Linked DNA regions of Rattus norvegicus: region 2 is linked to region 1. Evidence: chromatin contacts called from public Hi-C data. All regions are on one chromosome and are shown on one strand. The core of a region is the stretch at or near the end of the contact, and the rest is flanking DNA. Distances in the headings are between cores, read along the strand shown. Region 1 overlaps Prkca (protein kinase C, alpha). Region 2 has its middle 26 kb from the start of Prkca.

The links. A called contact is a pair of places that touch in the nucleus more often than the background predicts.
Region 2: a Hi-C map of liver shows a contact between it and region 1, with 2.6 times the contacts expected there. The contact joins two enhancer-like sites. A contact is called at or near these places in 2 of 12 Hi-C or Micro-C datasets (liver and mammary epithelial cells).

What each region holds. Positions count from the first base shown.
Region 1 is chr10:93,657,447-93,661,074 of GRCr8, reverse strand. The region is part of intron 2 of Prkca (protein kinase C, alpha); the gene reads left to right. Among named protein-coding and RNA genes, the nearest start is that of Prkca, 130 kb to the left of the region's middle. Within about 2 kb of position 1,929, at least 17 of the 93 cell types and tissues checked have an H3K27ac peak or open chromatin away from gene starts, as enhancers often do. A contact at or near this core is called in liver, where this site is marked.
Region 2 is chr10:93,811,373-93,815,000 of GRCr8, reverse strand. No RefSeq gene overlaps it. Among named protein-coding and RNA genes, the nearest start is that of Prkca, 26 kb to the right of the region's middle. Within about 2 kb of position 1,975, at least 3 of the 93 cell types and tissues checked have an H3K27ac peak or open chromatin away from gene starts, as enhancers often do. A contact at or near this core is called in liver, where this site is marked.

The sequences.
Region 1 (3,628 bases), core at 680-3,179:
TTAAATATATATACTTTTTCTCTACTGTGATCAAATATCAAATATCTGACAAGCAGCATTATAGGGGAAGGAGGATTAATTTTAGCTCCTAGATCCATTGGCAGGAAGGCACAGAATAGGCTCATGGAGGCCCTGCCTGTATAGCTCTGGATTGGCTAGCCAGGCCCTATGTATAAAAGGTATCAAAATCTCCAGAACAGCGCCACCAGCTGGAGACCAAATGTTCAACCATGGTGGTTGGGGGGAATTTTACAGTAAAACCATAGCACCATATGTATAATATATTCACCAAGAGGTCACCCGGTGTTATCCACCCATGTCAATGAAGTGAAGAAGTATGCCATGCAAAACTCTTGGGAAATACGAATGGTTGGATCCTAAGAGGCTGCAGAGATGGCTTAGTTCATGAGGCACCTAGCATAAAAACATTAGAACCTGAGTTCTGATCCCCAGCACCCAAGTGATTAAAAATGGTAGCCATGGTAATAAACACCTTTAATCCCAATGCTAGGGAGGCAGAGGCAGATAGACCCATGAGTTGAAGGCTAGCCTGGGCTATGCAGTGAGTTCTAGGCAGCCAGAGCTACACAGCAACACACACACACACACACACACACACACACACACCAAATAAGTAAATAAATAATAAAGCTATTTTAAAGTACTGGTGGGTTTGGAATAGGTTTCTTTTTCTCTTAAAATTTTTTTCTTGGTTAGCTTATTCTAGTGTTCAGTTCATGAGGGTTTGTCAGTTTTAAGCACCCCCTCTCTGACCATTTCTTCCCTGTTCACATAGAGAGGCAAGGAGGGACACCCAGCTGTATTCCGGGGACTCTGTTTGCCTTTAGCGCAGTTATCGATCTGCCTCTCTGGGGAGAGTTTTTAAGCAAATAATTATTTGGGCATGCTAGTTTTCTTTCAGTACCCAGGTCTTGCTCTGTGCCTGTTTTATTCTCTCATCTAGAACCATGCAACTCCCCCAAAGTCTGTGAGTGTTACACAGCACATGTGCAGGAAGAACCTGCCCGGGGACCCTGAGTCATCCATCCGCATTCATCCTGGGGATGAATCATTCAGGAGTACAGGTCTTCCAGCTCAGGCCTGTCTTGCAAAGTTGATTTGTTTAAAAATTCACACTTGCTTTGGGCTTATTTCCTATACCAAGAGTTGTATTGTTTTGTTTCCGAGCAAGTTTAAAGGCGTGGGCTTGCTTGGCTTCAGTGACCATGCAGGGTGATGAGTTGTGTCGTTGACTGTAGACTTGACCGTGACGTCATAGATAAGCGCAGATGCACTCACAACCCTTGTGCCTGAAGTCATGGTCATGACCTCGGCTAGATGACTATAATAATAATTTTGTTTGTTTGATTTTTGAGACAAGGCCTCTTTTTCCATAACCCTCCAGCTCGCTGGGTGCATATTGCCACAGTGCATGTGGAAGTCAGGGACAACTTGTAAGAGTCAGTCTTCTCCTACCGTGTAAGTCCTAGGGATTGAACCCAGGTTTTCAGGCTTGGTGGCAGCTGCTTTTAACTGCACAGCCATTTTGCCAGCCTCTAAATTTAATATCAAACTGATGCATGGAAGTATAAAAGTTATAAGTATTTGGGGTACTGTGTGACTCTATGATACATGTATCATTATGTAGAGCACATAGACAGAACACACAGACACACAGACAGAGCACACAGACTCACAGACAGAGCATACAGACACACAGACACACAGAGGACACAGACACGCAGACACATAGAGCACACAGATGTGGATACAGAGCACACAGATGTGGATACAAAGCACACAGATGCACATGCAGAGCACACAGACACACAGACACAGAGCACACAGGCACACAGACAGAGCACACAGGCACACAGACAGAGCACACAGACACACAGACAGAGCACACCAGGCACCACAATGACCTCAGTAAGAAGCCAGCAGCTTTTCTGCCTTTGGCGCCCAGTTCTCCAGTGGGAAGCCATCCTGTCAGTGTTTGCCTGTGTGGGCGCTCAGGCAACATGCACGTGTGTGCAGAGGCTAAAGGTCTTCTTTGGATGCCCTCCTTTATAATTCTCCACCATACTATTTGAGACAGGTTCTCTCAGTAAACCTGAGGTCTATCTAGAAAGTCCTGGGGATCTGTCTGTCTGTCTTCTCTGCCACCCTGGTGGCTCTTTCGTGGGATCTGGGGATTCAAACTCAGGTCCCCATGCTTGTGCAGCAAATACTTTCCCCACTGAGTGCTAGGAAACTATCGTCAATTCTGTCACTTGAGGAAACACAGCGCATCTACCGCTCACTGCTGTGTGCAGAGCGCCGTCCCTAGCATTTGTAAAGATTCCCGGGCAAGCCTGTACCTTTTTCTATAGTCAATGGATAGATGTTTTTTGGCAATCGAGCTGCACATGTGGAAAGAATTTATGTGTGGGTGGAGGAAACATCTGGCAGCCGAGCAGAGAGGTGGGGACGGGTCCCTCGCGGAGTGGCTGAGAGCTTGAAACTGAGCCAAAGGGCCTGTGTATGCGTCATGCGCTTCTGGCAAGCTCTCTAACTCCAGAAGCCCTCTCTGGGCTTCTAGGCACTTGGTGTGGAGTTAAGGGGGCTCTGAGTTATTCTGGAAAGTTTCCAAGTGAACAGCAAGCAGCTGCCTCTCCCTTCCAGGTCCTTTTTGTACTCATCACAACACAGAACGAACTTCTTGGCAAATGATCATTCACCGTAAGTTTGCCACATTGGATGTTGCAAAAATAAATAAATCAAAGTTAGACTCCATGCTGCCAAGAACTGATACGTCTCCCACTAAAATTCAGACATCACTCATTTTGCTGTAAAGCACAAAGACTTAGATGTTTGAGATTTTAAAATAAAAGTCAACCTTATTTCCACGTCTCTCCAGGGCAGGGGACAAGAGTGGGACTTGGATCAATGCTACTAGAAAAAGCTTTGCCTGTGGCATTCTCTCCCACAGGGGTCAAGGAGGGAAAGCCTCAGTGGGAATCCAAACTGTGACCCTTCTTCCTTCCTAAAAGAGGCTGGAAATTGCTCATGTCCTCAGGTTGAAGTTTGAAGCTGGCATTTGATACCGGAGAGTGATTCATTTTTCACTGTAGCAAGGCATGCTTGAACTGAAAGTAAAACCACACTAGCGCCCAAGCAGAAACTGCAAGAGAAGGTTTGCCATGCGCTGTCACCTCAGCTTCTCTGAAGGCATGGGTTCTAATGGCAGCTTTCTGTGTAGCAAGTCTTCTCATTCTCCGGCTTTCAGCCGCTTGCAGAAGTTTAGCCACACGTCTCACCTGCTGGCGAGAGATGGTGTGGGGAGATTTTAGCCTACATAGTACCTTACAAACTGAGACCCTAGCATTGGACATAACGATTACCATGAACAGTTGAGGCTCATGGACACCAAGGAGTTTGAATGAGGCATTGATCCCTTGCTGTCTCCCCACTGCATGCTACAACAGCAGATTCTACTCGGAACGGTTATTAAAATATAACATGTTGTTCCTGGTTGGCTTAAGGTAAACAAACCCAGTTTCCTCATTTGTAAAAAGAGACTCAGTGATGTCTTACTTTATAGTGAGCAGAAATGCTTAGGGGAACATCTTTTTCTTGAGCTCAAGAA
Region 2 (3,628 bases), core at 726-3,225, 150 kb before region 1:
AAGACCGTGTACTATAACAGCTTTGCTGTATGGAGTTCACTTATGGGAGTTGCTTCTGCATTGAAAACACTGTTGTATCTGACTTGATAATGTCACGCCTGGCTACACTGATGGGCAGAAATGGAAAGGGTACCTAGTATAAGTGTAAGCATAAAGTGACAGGGTTATGTCATTATATCTATCAACATTTACCTAGAGTATATATTATATAATATATATTATATATAACTTAATAACTTTACAGTTCGCCTATGTTTGTAGCATGCATTGGCACTCAATTCTGTTTTATGACTAGTATTCCTTCTGTATAGATATACCACAGTTTATTTACTCATTCACCCGATGAAAGACTTTTGAGGTGTTTTCATTACTTGGCACTTTATGGCTTGAGCTTTTATATATATATATATATATATATATATATATATATGTATATATATACACACATATATACATATATATGTACACACATATATACATATATATGTACACACATATATATACATATATATGCACACATATATACATATATATGTACACACATATATATACATATATATGTGTGTGTGTGTATATATATATATATATATATATCATGTACAAGCTTTTATGTAGCTGTATATTTTCATTTTCCTGGGAACTGCCCTGTCTGTTTTTAAGGGACACCATGACAGTCGTTATGCACCAGTCTTATGCGATTCCCCAACAAGACGAAGCCCAGCACCCGCCTGGCTGTGAGCGGCTCCGAGACTCTGTGCTTCTTGTTGCCCGTCTGAGTTTCCACACTTTTATTTTGAGGAAACAGTCCCAAGCAGAACTCCCACTATGCATCCCTCTGGTTCTTTCTTTGGACCATCCAAGATAGGATGATGATTAGGATATGAAACTCTGCGTGTTCCAGCTTCGTTCCGTTGCTGTGATAAAAACTCTGGCCAAAGGCAGCCTAGAGGGGGACAGGGTTTGTTGCAGCTCGCAGGTTATAGTCTGTGCCTGAGGGAGGTGATGGCAGGAACTCAAGCAGGAACTTGGAGCTGAGATCATGGGGGAGGTGACGGTGGAGAGAGTGTGTCATCTGGACGCCACAGAGCAGCCACACATACGAATGCATGGCGGTTATGATAGGACGAATCTAACCTCTGTAAACCACAGCCAGACCAAATCCCAGCATGGAGAGCAGAGCGGGCACCCTTAGCTGTGGAATGACTGACAGCCGTAAACCGTTGGGGGAGGGAGGATCCATTTTCTCCTAGAGTGTAGCTCCCCTCTCCCTGTAAGTCAACTGTACTCTAGTGGAGGACCACACATCCAAGAATATTTTGGTTGGCATGAATTGGTCTTGACGGGTTTTGTTTGTTTATTTTGTTTGACACAAAGTTGGGTGGGTAGTGAAGTGGGGTGAATCTGGGAAATATTGGGGGGAAGTGAATATAATCAAAACATGTATGAAACTCTCAACTAATAAAAAAAAGAAATAAGCTGTGGAGAAATACTGCTCGCTGGCTCACTTTCAGACCCGTCCTTGGCCAGCTTTCTCATACAGAAGCACCTACACAGGGGATGGTACCACCCACAGTGGTCTAGGCCCTCCTATGATTAACAATCAAATCAATCCTCCACAGACATTCCCCCTGGCCGGTTTGATATGGCCAATCAAGAATCATGTCTCAGGTAACTCTGGGTTGTGTCAACTTGACAGTTAAAATTAACTAGAAAACCGTGGGTTTCCAAATCTGTTCACATACCTGTTCTCAGGCGTCAGAGAGAGAGAAGTGGTGTCTCCAGTTTCAGTAAAGGCAGATGGGGGTCTTTGGGACGAGCAGAGAAGAGAAGCATCTTGTCGATGGCATGCGATGCTATCAGGAATCCGTTTTAGCCTATGGATTCCCACAACAGTCACAGAGATGTGGCTGATGTCAGAGAGGTTGGTGACTTGCTTGAGGCTGTCCAGTAAGGGAAGGACAAACAGGCCAGTCTGGAGACAAGTCTGTTGCGTTCCAGCAACTGTGCTCTTAACACCCTGCCCCCCCCCACAAGCCTGCCTTACAGTGCCCCTCCCGGCAAGGCAGCAATTCCCTAATGGCATGGAGTAAGAGTATCTTCTTGGCTCTCCACCCTACCGCAAAGAAAGCCAATGCTGGTTTTTTTTTTTTCTTCTTTTGCTTCTACTCCTGTAAATTTCCCATTCCTGGCGAGCAGCTGGCTTTCCTTGTTTTCCCTGGATAGAATGCAATCTCCAATTGCTTTTCAGCAATCGTCGATTGAACACGTGCCTCTGTTTCTTGTTTTTGCCAGCACTGACGTGCTGCCTCTTACACAGTCCTCTAGGGCAAGGATCATCCCTGTGGGCGAGTAAGGCACCATCTCCTGGTTGGAATTCAGTATACGTGCCTCAGTGGCAAAGGCTCTAAAACAAAACACCAGAAGCTTCCACCTGCTGCTGCTTCCACTGCTCCAAGGGTGCTGACCGTAAAACCGCAAAACTTTCAAACTGCTGGAAATCAATTGCTTCATTCAAGACCCATGAGATATATGATAACAGGGAAAAAAAAGTAGTCTATACCAGCAACGGAGAAAAATGAAGACACCAGGATTTGGTGGGAAGAATAGCTGATCGGAGTGGGAAACCCAGTGTGAGTCCAGGTTCTGTCTTTTTCTCTAGCTGTTTGAATCTGACTAAAGTAATTGATTTCTCTGAACCACAGAATGAGGTTTCGATGAAGATAGAATCAGATTATACTTACGAAAGCTTTCGATAAATGTTAGGGGAGAATTAGGTGGCTCAGTGGGTAAAGGTGCTTGCTGTCAAAGTCTGGGGACCTGAGGCAAATTATGGAACTCATATAATGGTGAAAGGAGGGAACTGACTCTACACAGTTGTCCGTTGACCTCCAAATAAGTATCTTGGCACATGCCCCTGACTGCCCCACCCCCTAAATTTTAAGAAAGGTTAGGTCTGTCGTTACTGTTTCTACAAAAATACATGTTTCTATTTCCTGGAAGAGCGGGCTAATATCTGAAAGACAGAATAGTTGTGAATAGTCTCTTTGCAAAAAAGGAAATAAAACAAAAATCAAAGCATTGACTTACAGACTCTGTCGCATGAATAAAACGACTCTAGGAGCTCACTAAAACCACATGCAAATCCCAGGAAGGGCCCGGATGCTTTAAAGGGCTACATCTCAAGAGCTGGTTCCACAGTGAACAGTGTGGCAAGTCCAGCTAGAGACTTAGACAAAAACGCCAAGTCTCAAGTCCCACCTGGACCCATCGAGTCTGGAACTCTGAAGGTTGCACCTTGTAACCCGTATTTAACAGGTGCTGAGGTGAGATTTTGGTAGCTGAGGTGTGACAGCTGCTTTAATACACGAGCCTCGGGGCTGGAGGTGTCATTGAGCTGGTAATGTGTTTGCTTAGCGCACATGAAGCTCTGAGTTTGGTCTCTAGTATCTTGCAGCCGGGTCACGGTAGCACAGGCCCGTAATCCCAGCACTCAGTGGGCAGAGGCAGGAGGGCTGGAAGTTCAAGGTCACCCTTGGCTACAAAGAGAATTCAAGGTCATCGGGGAATAAAAAAGACCCTGTTTCAAAATAGGAAAGAAATTTAATTAATTAATTAATTAATTAATTAA